Linked DNA regions of Arabidopsis thaliana: region 2 is linked to region 1. The links are chromatin contacts, called in public capture Hi-C maps. All regions are on one chromosome and are shown on one strand. The core of a region is the stretch at or near the end of the contact, and the rest is flanking DNA. Distances in the headings are between cores, read along the strand shown.

What was found. Capture Hi-C pulls out chosen DNA fragments and counts their contacts.
Region 2: a contact with region 1 is called in a capture Hi-C map of shoot, with 5 times the contacts expected there. The contact joins the promoter of AT5G44720 here to the promoter of AT5G44410 in region 1. A contact is called at or near these places in 2 of 3 other capture datasets (seedling and shoot).

The regions. Positions count from the first base shown.
Region 1 is chr5:17,890,660-17,896,329 of TAIR10.1, forward strand. It overlaps AT5G44410 (FAD-binding Berberine family protein), which reads right to left and starts at 2,408. Exons shown (of 1, transcript NM_123808.4): 1 at 473-2,408. The coding sequence starts at 2,194. The coding sequence ends at 587. It also overlaps the pseudogene AT5G44415.
Region 2 is chr5:18,039,496-18,045,165 of TAIR10.1, forward strand. It overlaps AT5G44720 (Molybdenum cofactor sulfurase family protein), which reads left to right and starts at 3,440. Exons shown (of 8, transcript NM_123839.4): 1 at 3,440-3,684; 2 at 4,439-4,588; 3 at 4,666-4,842; 4 at 4,923-5,011; 5 at 5,096-5,160; 6 at 5,250-5,352; 7 at 5,435-5,548; 8 at 5,646-5,670. The coding sequence starts at 3,591. It overlaps AT5G44710 (37S ribosomal protein S27), which reads left to right and starts at 1,415. Exons shown (of 3, transcript NM_123838.5): 1 at 1,415-1,514; 2 at 2,099-2,343; 3 at 2,737-3,186. The coding sequence starts at 2,126. The coding sequence ends at 2,827. AT5G44705 (a tRNA gene) reads left to right here and starts at 1,293; the gene lies at 1,293-1,366.

The DNA.
Region 1 (5,670 bases), core at 1,158-3,657:
CTTCAAAGTTTGCTCTAAACTCTATATTTGATATAAAACCATTTACTATGGTGTTTTATATTTTGCTTCAAAAAATAGAGAAATAAATAGTATTGTTGCTCCAATTTTTTTTATTTCTAAAGTATTCCTTTAATTGTAATATATTATTATGTTCCTAAATGAAATTATATAATTTAATTATAGACTTATATAAATTTATTTTAAAAATCATAGTTACTAGACATGTCCAAACAAGAATTGACATCTAAGCCCTTAAAACAGATGAGCTACAAGATCAGGCATATAGCAAATTAATCATCTCAACAATCGTGTTGTGTGACATTCTAGTGGGAGTATGGGACATGCTAATTATTTCCAATTATTTCACTTTATAACCGTTATAATATTGGACCAGATTTAGACTAGACATGTGTCCAAACAAGAATTGTCATATCTAATTTGAATATTCAGAACAAACCGGTGTACAAAACATTCCGGTTTGCTTTTGGTTCGGTTAGTTTTATTCGACTCTAAATTTACCAACCCAAGGAAAAATTCAAAGAGATGAAGGCCCGTTACATGTGCAAGGGAAACAAATTTGACTATTTCAAATATCATTAACATATTTCATAATTGGTATACTTTGTTCATCACAGAAGAAATCCATTGGATCAACATTTGTTTTAACTCTCACCAATCTATCGAAATTGTTCTTGAAATACTTCACTCCCCAAACCTTTGCTTCCTCGTACTTTGTCTTCATATTCAACCCAAGATACATTCCCAAATCAATGTCTCTAAAATTAACATAAGCTCTTCGTGGAGATTTTGAAACATAAGGAGTCATAAATTCGTATACACTCTCGACCCATCTCAAATACTTTTCAGTATTAGTCTTGTTCTTATCTTCTTCTTCACTCCAATAAGCTAAATATTGAATCTCATAAAGATTACCTTCTCTATGTGGGAATGGTATTTCGTTATCCGCAATTTCACTCATTTTGCCACCAAATGGAGTGAGTATGATCTTTGCAAGCCGAGCCTCGGGCGCCTCGAATCGTCTCCAAAGATACTGAATCGCGGTTTTAGGTATCGGTTCTTCGATGAAATCATCTTTTCCCTTGAAAGATCTTGACGTTCGTTTCCGTTTCGCAAGAATTTCCATTGATTCTCCTTTTATAAACCAGAGAACAGACTCAATCCAACTCATTTCTCTACAATTTCCAATCTCAAGACCTAATTCCGGAAACTTATCTTTCATCAATGCTAATAGATCGCTTACCGGACCGAGATAAAGTCCCGGGAACGAAGCATAAACCTCGGTTTCCTTCTGTAGCATAGCTCTGATGAAAAGATCATTAGGAACCTTATCCGCAATATACTGCCACTTGTTGATGATCGAGACAGCCTCTTTTTCCGATGTTTTCACGACTTTAAAGACCGTTACTACCGACGGAACATCAAGCAATCTAATCTTCCATGACAGGACAACAGAGAAGCTTGATCCTCCGCCTCCACGGATAGCCCAAAAGAAATCTTCACCCATGCCTTGTCGGTCAAGAAAGCTTCCATTCGCGTCAACAATATGTGCATCAATTACATTGTCCGCCGATAAACCGTATTTTCTCATCAACGTACCGTACCCACCACCTCCGAATTGCCCTCCGATGCCAACGGTTGGATAAAGACCGGCCGGAAAGGCCAAAGATTTGCTTAATTTTCCAATCTCATAGTACAATTCCCCAATTGTAGCTCCGGATTGAACCCAACCGGTCCGGTTATCAACATCTAATGTAATAGACCGGAGATTTCTCAAATCAATGACAACGAACGGTCTGCTTTTAGCCATGTAAGATAAACCTTCGTAGTCATGACCACCACTCCTAGTCCTGATGTGTATACCGTGAAGCCGTGCGCATTTAATCGTAGATTGAACATCGGTGGCTTGAACCGGAGTGATGATTGAAACCGGTTTAGGTGTTTCGAGAACAAAGAATCTTGGATTTTGTATGGAAGAATTCAAGATTGAGAAATACGAAGGATCTTTTGATGTGTGTATGATTCTTGAGTCGTCCTCGTTGATTCGGTGAGAGAGACACTTGAGGAAGTTTTCATGGTTAGTCCTTTGAGCTGAAATCGAAGGAAAATGTGAAAGAGAAAGATTCAACAAAAGAAAATATATAAAGAGAGAAAGCAAAAATCTCAAAATCTCCATTTTCTTAATGCAGAGACGGTGAGAAGACAATAAAGCATGGGTCTATAGAACTTTTATTTTATTTTTGTTTATATCAAGTGGGTATGTGTTAGATACTTTTTATGTTGTGTCTGTTTCTTATGTTGTGTTGTGTCTGTTTCTTATGTTTTGATGTATGATCGATCCTATCTGATTCAGTTATGTGGCTCATATTCAGCTGAAATGTTATCATAAGGTTACGTCACTTTATATGATTACATGTTTTATAATATGAGTATATGATTAGTAGCCTATAGTTTTGTTCTTAAAAAGAGAGTTATTGGTAGATTGATTCTAAAGATTATAAAAATCTTAGACTCCACTCTTATCGTTTAATGGATATGATTATAGTATATTTTAGTAGTAAATGTCTGTGTCATTTGATGATTTTATAATTTCATTCAAAAAGCTTATATGAAAATCTGTAGTGCTTTTTTATTTTATTTTGGACCAAAATCTGTAGTGCTATTAGGATATATATATACGATTGAAAATATGTTTTTAGTAAAGTGGCAAAGTAAAATTAGTTTCGTCTTACGCCTTAATAATTCATCTTGAAAGAAAATAGTAATGCATATTCACAACACTACATAATCAACCATAAATCTATTCATGACAACATCTTTGGTAGTGTTGACTTGGTTATGGGCGTTATGGTTATGGGCCGATCTTGACTGGAAGCTCACCTCTTATGCCACTATTGGAGAATAAATAATCACTCGTGCCATTCTTATGTTTGGAATATTATTATTGATTTTTATTTAAATCGAAAAATGAGGAAAGGACGAAAAACCCTTGCGAAACCACAAAAACTACAAGAAAACTTAATTTGTTGGGCTCGGGCCCAAAAAAAAATGTAAATACTCGGCTCAGTTGTATTATTTACAGAAAAAACCTAAGTAAAAACCTAAGTTCCCCCTTTTCACTTCTCGACTTCTTCCTCTTCTCTCCGTCGTCGTCTTCTTTCGTCTCCGACGATACCACTTTCACCGGAAAAATCAATCTCTTCTATTCTTCTTTCTTCTCCGTTTTCGTTCGTCTTTGTCTCTTTCATATCCGCAAATTTATTTTCCAATGGCTAGAGTAAAAGACTCATCTGGAGAATATGAATCAACTAGGGTTGAATCGACCGGCGAAATTCCTCCATCAGTCGACGAGACCGCCGCCGAGATTCCCCAAAGAGATGAAGAAGGCGCAGAGCTTCTTACAACAGAAGAGGAAGCCGGAGAAATCCAGCCTACAACCGGCGATTGTGACGCCGCCGATTTGGGTAATTCAAACGCCGTCGCATGGGAATCAATTGACGATCTTTCAAACCCAAATGCCGATTCTTGTGCAGAAGAAGAAGAGGCAACGAATGCAGTTGTTCAACATGATGATGGAGCAAATAAGGTATGATAGAAGACCGTTATTTTTTTGATTAGGCTCGTTTTAGGATATTATGCATGCATTGGTAAATGATTGGATTTGTGAATGGTGCTTCAGATAAAACAAGTAGTACAACTAGGTCGTAAATTTGTGAATGGTCATTCAGGAACAAGTAGTACAACTAGGTAGTTAATGTGAAATTGAAAGTATTTTGAATTGAATATGCAGGATGATGGTGATGATGATAACCTGCCGCAGAATATGCAGGATGGTGATGATGATCTTCAGCCGCAGAATATGCAGGATGATGATGATGATGATGATGATAATCAACCATTGCCGCCAGAAGTTATGTACTTTGATCCAACTACCTACACGAAGGTGTGTAAGATAGGAACGAGGTGTCAGTTGGTACAAACAGTGGAATTTATAGAGACTTTGGATGCAGAACTGAAGTGGTTTAGGAATCATGACCAATTTAAGCACATATTCCACATGCCTAAGGAGCCCAATCACATGATTCAAGGCATGTGGATGCTTATGGTTCGCACGGCTAAGACAGAATTGGCGAGAGAGTGTTGGTTTGTTGTCAATGGAGTACCTATAAGGTACTCAATTAGAGAGCATGCATTGTTGACCGGTTTGAACTGCCGTGAGTACCCAAAAAACTATAAGACTTTAGGCAGTTTGAAGTTTGTGGAGAAGTTGTTTAAGAGGACTGAGGACATCAAGATTAAAGACGTGGAAGAGAAGCTGGAAGAGTTTAAGAGTGAGAAGTCTACTGCTAGGTTGAAGTTGGCAATTCTGTTATTCTTAGCTAAGGTTATGAAAGCTGATTCTAAAGGGGATTCGAAGATAGAGGAGTTTTTGCTTAGGATTGTGGATAATGTCAGAGCTTGTGAGACATTCCCGTGGGGACGTTTTTCCTTTGAGCAGTGTATGGAAGGGGTGCAGAGAGTAATGAAGAACATGAAAGGTGTGGTGAAACAAAAGGCACAGACTGCTTTTTATGGATTTATTACTCCACTTGAGGTAAGTAGTCGAGTAAATTATATGAGTGGCTAGATTTTGTTATTGTGAACTTTCATTTACTTTTATGTTTTTGTGTCTAGATTCTGGCATTTGAGTGCATTCCGCAGCTTGGGAAGAGATTTAGAGAAGTTGTACGTGCAGACAAGGAATGTCCAAGAATGTGCAAGCACAAGTTCAGTGAAAGTTGCATGAAGGGATTTACTTTGGAAGAAATAAATGAAGCACTTGGAGATATAACGGTTAGCTTTGTTCTCTTGAAATCTATGTTTATAATCTTTGTGGTGTTTGAAATATATGTTTACTTGACATGATATTTCAAGCATCTTGGAACCTGATATGGATGAGAGAAAAATGTTGTCACGCGTTGTAGAGAAGCATGTTGATGATGGTATTGGATATATCGATCCAATTGTTGATAGTTGGAGAGAGAGGCTTATCGTAGAGAAAAAGAAGATTTTCTGGCGTAGTCTCTACCAAGCAGACATTGATGGTAGACGTATTGAAACTGTTGATGATGTTCCAGCTGTACCTGAACCTGAAATCCCTGGGACATCGATTCTCTCGTTCAAGGAAGCTATGGAGAGAGGATTTGACAAGCTCACGGACAAGCTTGCTGTGATGGATAGCGAAATCAAGCGAATTTGTTTGAGAGTACAAGGAATAGAGGAATATGTGGCAGATCAGCTTGAGAAAGAGGCAGAAAAAGACAAATATGAAGATATGTGTCCTGGTTCAGCTGCTGATTTTGTGCCACCGTCTTATCAGCCAATGGATACTCAGAGCAAGGCCTTGGTTATTCACAGTGGAATCCGTGACCCAGCACCTCCAACTATTGAGTCTCTAAGTGAGTTTTTGTTGAACTTTTGTGTAGTGATGCTTTCACAATAGTTCTTACATGTTTGGTTACATATTTTTGTAGGTGATGGCAGCGATGAGTCCGATGAAGAGGATAAGAAGAAGAAGAAGAAGAGGCAGATATCGAAGAAGAAGAGAAAGCATGTTGGTCCTACTCTGGAATCTGGGAAAAAACGTGGAAGGAAACCTTCCAAGTATAAGGG
Region 2 (5,670 bases), core at 2,190-4,689, 150 kb after region 1:
CGTGTATATCTAAATGTTCTAAAACTTATCAATGAAGCAAAACGTTCCACAATTTTACATATTTGAAATAAATCGGTTTTTCAAATGAAAATACTTAATGTTTTTTTGGGATTTATACTCAAACTAAGCATCGCTAAGCCAATATATATAGACTAATAATTTTTAAGAAAATGACAAACATATATTTACTAAAAAGTTATTTCTCAAAACTAATTAACATATTTTCATAATATTCTTTTATTCTTTTATTGTAGTACATTGACAGCGTTTTAAATATTAGTACTGACAACTTGGAGATTCTTTAAAAATCTAAAGAATTTGTTTGGCAAATTAGTCATTTCCGGAGAATATTTTTTTTTCTTTGACTAAAATATATACTTTATATTCAAGATTTTAACCAGATATACAAAAAGTTAGGATCAAAGACAATCATTCTAGATCAACCACATTAAGTATTACACTAAGCAATACTACTTTCTTTCTCAAAAAGATGTTTCAGCCAAAAAGGAAACCCGATTGCTACATACGATTGGCGGCGATCCTCCATTGTCACGCTCTTGGCAATAAGATGAGCTCCAAGATTAGAGCTTCTTATTTCACCACACAATCTCTGGAGAATGTTCTAAATGAGATAATTTTTGTGGACGTTGTGCAAATATCACACATGACAAAAAAAATAAAAATTGGTATAATCGTATGAATGATCTTTCAAACTGTCTTTTATTCGAAAGATGATTGTATATGTGGATAGATGTCAACACACCAACAAACATTTTGATCCTATCTGTATAGCGAACAAAATATTTGTGAGAATATTGAACCAAGTCTTAACAATGGGAAGATTCATATCTTAGAGATCAGTGCAAAATTTGAGGGATCAAAAGATTAACGTCAAGTGTGTCATCAGACGAACTCCTACTTTTATGATACCCATAATCTTTCAATCTGTTCCGATTTAAAAATTTTAAATGTAATTACTGATTGTTTGTAATTGATAATAAAAAAAAACTATTTCATATTTTCAATTTCTAACATTATTGTTTATTGTTTGTAATTAATAAAAGAAAAAAACATTTAATAGTTTTTCATTTTTGACATTATACTTTCTTCAAATCTAAAACTACCAACGATGATATTTATATTTTATTAATCCATTTATTCTTTGATATTTTCAAAAATGTCCATTAATGTTTTCATTGTTACTATTACTAAGTAATAAATAATATAAATAAACACTGACAAACTGAAGTTACAGACTATAAATAATTTACCATACTAAATGTAACATCAAAGCTTTCATAGCTCAGTTGGTTAGAGCACCCGTTTAGTAAGCGGGAGGTCTTGAGTTCAACTCTCAATGAAAGCATTTTTCTCCTTCTTCTTTTTTATTGAACCCATACCCTCGAAAGCTTTTTCTTTTGTTATTTTTTGAAGTCTATTTCTCTTTTCACTGTCTCTCGCAATCTCCGACTCTCTCCTTCTTATTTCGTCGCCGTCGCTACTCTTTCTCGTCGGTAAGTTCCCCTCTGTCATTTCCTTCTTCTCCAACATCTAATCTTATTGTCGATTGTGTAAATTGCTATGTTTTCCAGTTATTTACTCGGGCACGAAACATGTTCGATGAAATGTCTCAAAGAGTATTTTTTTAGACTCATAACGAAACTGCTTATCTCTTTGCTTTTGTTCGTGATTTTGTATTGCGGTTCTAACGTTAATATGAACTGGGTTAGCTTTCAAATTGTAAAAAAAGTTTACCAGATTCGTCTGGATCTAATGCTCATGTTTTAGTTTTGGAATAAAAAATGTCCAGTCTTTAGAAACTATTGTTAAGGAAACGGAACCTAGTTTTGGAGAATCGTTAGTTAGAGTTGATCGCATTGACATAGCAACCTTAATTTTATGGTCTCATAGTTTGCAGATTCTCGTATTTCAGAAGCTACTGTATTTCAACATCAAAGTTTGTACCTTTCTATGATGCATTTACCATTTTGGCTTTGAAGAAGATATATCTGAATTTTGATTGAAATGTTTACGTTTTTTTGTTAAATCTATCAGACTATAATGAGTGATTTTGTTTCATTGTGTTGCTTACGTTAAGGTGGTATAGTGTCAACTTTCAAGGAAGATGGCTAGTGGTAGCCTGAAGAGCCTTATATCTTCAGCAGTGGGTCGAGGTGTGACCGAAGCAAGAGCAAGGATTTTCGGACATATGCTTAACCCAACGGGACAGAGATCTCCTCATAAGATATTAAGGAAGAAGCTTATTGGTGATAAGGTTGCAGAATGGTATCCATACGACATCAAGAATGAGGATCCCAATGTCTTGGCTAGAGAAGAAAAAGAGTACTTTCCTAAACCTCTCTTTTCTTGTTTACTTTCCAATTGATTGCTTTGTTTATCATAGAAAACTCTTTGAGTGGGATTGAGCTGGAACATGTTTCCACAAGCTTTTTAGTTCAATTGCTATTTGGGGGTTAGTATCCAAAATCCTAGACATGAGAAAGAAACTAGATGTAGATTGTATGAGCCTTCTTGTGATTTGTGGAGCTTACGCAGAGTCATGTTCTTTGGTTTCTGGTGTAAAATGCAACATAGTCACGAACTAATCTTATTTGGCAAGGATAGTACTGTCTTTGAAATTCACTTACACTTGGTTTTATATTCACTGCTTATGTTATCATTGTTTTCTCTCTGTTGAGAGGCATTTTAACTTAAGTTTGGGTGTTGTTGTTGTAGGCGGATATCGAAGCTTGAGATGTTGAAACGTCGTGACAAAGGACCACCAAAGAAGGGTCATGGAAAACGTGCTGCGAAGCGTAACAAGTAGAAGTAATAACCATAGCTACAAAAAATTCTCTGCACTCTTAGAGTCAAACTCTTCTGGTTGAATCAGATAGAACTTATAAGTGAAAATTTCTCCTACTTAAAACTGAATTGGTTTCCAATGATGTTACTATGTTGAGACATAGTTGAAAGCTATTTGCTTCCCTTTTGACTAAAAATGTCAATGGCTTTTGTTTCTCTTCTCTTACTCTTTTAGTCTTTAGAGTTTTTTGAGATTAATATTGGTGAGATGTTTGTACTTTTTTGATCTAGTTTTTCTTATCTCGTGATAGATTTCAAATCCTCTTTGTCAGTCTTTGATGTTGGATTGAAAGTGAATTTATAGATTTTTACCTTTTCGAATTTAAATATTAAGGTGACTAAATACTGAAGTGGTAGGTCGGCCATTCTAATTCTGAGTACTAGTTCAACTATTCTGAGGTGGTAGGTCGACCATTCTAATACTGAAATGGAACGTGTCACTTGTTACTTGTTCTTATTGAGAATTGATTTTTTACAGGGATCCTAATTACCACGGATTTACTTGAATGAGTTTAGTCCATCAAAAAGTTGAAAAAGAACCAAATATTAAAAGATGGTTGGTGTAACCTGTCTGCTTATATAATCCACGTGTGAAAAATGCATAAAACTCAAACGACAACATTTTGAAAACGATGGCAAATTCTTGAATGATTCTTCTTTTTATGTTCCCTTTTTACTAAAGCTAAAAGGATTCATTAGCAAGTGTTTGTGAAAGGGAGAGAGAAATGGAGGAAGGTCTAAAGATTCAATCTTTGGTCATTTATCCGATCAAATCTTGCCGTGGAATCTCTGTTCCTCAGGCTACCGTTACTCATACTGGTAAAAACTAAGAACAATCTTCTTCTTCTTCTTCTACTCCTCTTAGTTTGACTTCTGAGAATTGAAAAAAGGTCCTTTTAAAAAAATTGGTATGAGAAAGATTCCCTTTTGATCATTCTTGATTTTCTGAGATTTTGATTATAAGATATGGGTTTTGTTTGATTTAGGGAAAGTCAACAAATTTTCCGAGAAAGTGAACAAATTGTCTCAGAAATTGCTATTAATAGGGTAAAATGAGAGTGAACACTTAAAGTCTCCACTTTTATGTTGGCATGAACATTTAGATTTTTCACTCTCATTGTTACGGGATCGATGATACTAGAAAGGGTCTTGCTTTATTAGTTTATTGGTTGGAAAATGAACAAATTATCTGGAAATTGTTCTTGTTTGATTGGATGGAAAGTGAACAATTTCTGGGAAGATGATATTATTTGGGTATAATGAGAGTGACCACTAAAGTTTTTCTCTTTTTTTTTTTGTTGGCATGAAGACTACAGTTTCACTCTCATTTCTGTTTCTTTATATGTTAAGGGTTCGAAGATAGCAGAAAAGGGTCTTGTTTGATTGATAGAATTGTGAACAAAGTTTCCGAGAAAGTGAACACAATGCTAATATATAGGGCTAAATTTTGATAAGAAACGGGAGAGTTTCATGTGTGTTAAAATTAAGATGGTGGAATGTTTGACTATGAAGTTGTCTTGGTGTTTGATCTAATGGATAATTCCATGGGTTTAATCTATGGAAACTGATGTAGGTTTTCAGTGGGACCGGTATTGGTTAGTTGTTAACTATAAAGGAAGAGCATACACTCAAAGAGTTGAGCCAACCCTTGCTCTTGTTGAATCGGAGTTGCCTAAGGAAGCCTTCTTGGAAGATTGGGAGCCAACAAATGACTCATTGTTGGGTAAATTTCTGGCTTAACTACGAGAATTGTCTCTGAATCGAGACTTCAATTTACGTTCTTGATTATTCATTTTGCAGTGATAAGAGCTCCTGGTATGAGTCCGTTAAAGATACCGTTGACTAGGCCAAGCTCGGTAGCAGAAGGTGTGTCGATGTGGGAATGGTCTGGCTCTGCTTTTGATGAAGGAGAAGAAGCTGCGAAATGGTTTTCAGATTATCTTGGAAAACAAAGCCGTTTGGTTCGGTTTAATAAAGGTTTCAGTTTACTTTCTTTTGAATCTTTTGATTTGCAACAAATCTTAATGCACCGAGTTGATCAAGTTATTTGTCTACAGATACTGAAACTAGACCTTCACCTCCTGAGTTTGCAGCGGGTTACTCTACAACATTCATGGATATGTTTCCGTTTTTGGTTGCATCTCAGGTGAGCCAATATCTATATTTCCGATATCGGTTAATGTGAATAGGCATTTCCGCATTTGATCTTCTTTTTGTTTTTGGTTGTTAGGGTTCTTTAGACCATTTGAATACCCTTCTGCCAGAACCGGTGCCTATAAACCGTTTTAGACCCAAGTAAGCGATATCAATCATCTCGAGGTCTTATTATTACCTTCAATGATGGTTGTTTTGTTCATAATCTGTGGTTTGTTGTTTCTCTCTAGCATTCTTGTTGATAATTGTGATCCTTTCGGTGAAGATCTTTGGGATGAAATCAAAATAAACGATTTAGTCTTCCAAGGAGTTAGGCTATGTAGCCGCTGCAAGGTGATGATTATCTGAATATGACGTGAAAGTAATGTAACACTCAGATTCTCAAGTCGAGCTTTTAACCATTTTGTTCTTTCAGGTACCAACTGTGAATCAAGAAACCGGGGTTATGGGTAAAGCAGAACCAACTGAAACTCTGATGAAATTCAGATCAGACAATGTCTTAATGCCTGACAAGAAACCGCGTGGAAAGGTTAGCTATATAAGCTCTAGTCTGGTTTTCAGAAGAGACTTGTTGGATTGATTATGATGCTAAACCTATTCAATATATTGATTTCGGTTTATGACAGGTTTTCTTTGGCAAGGAGATGGTTT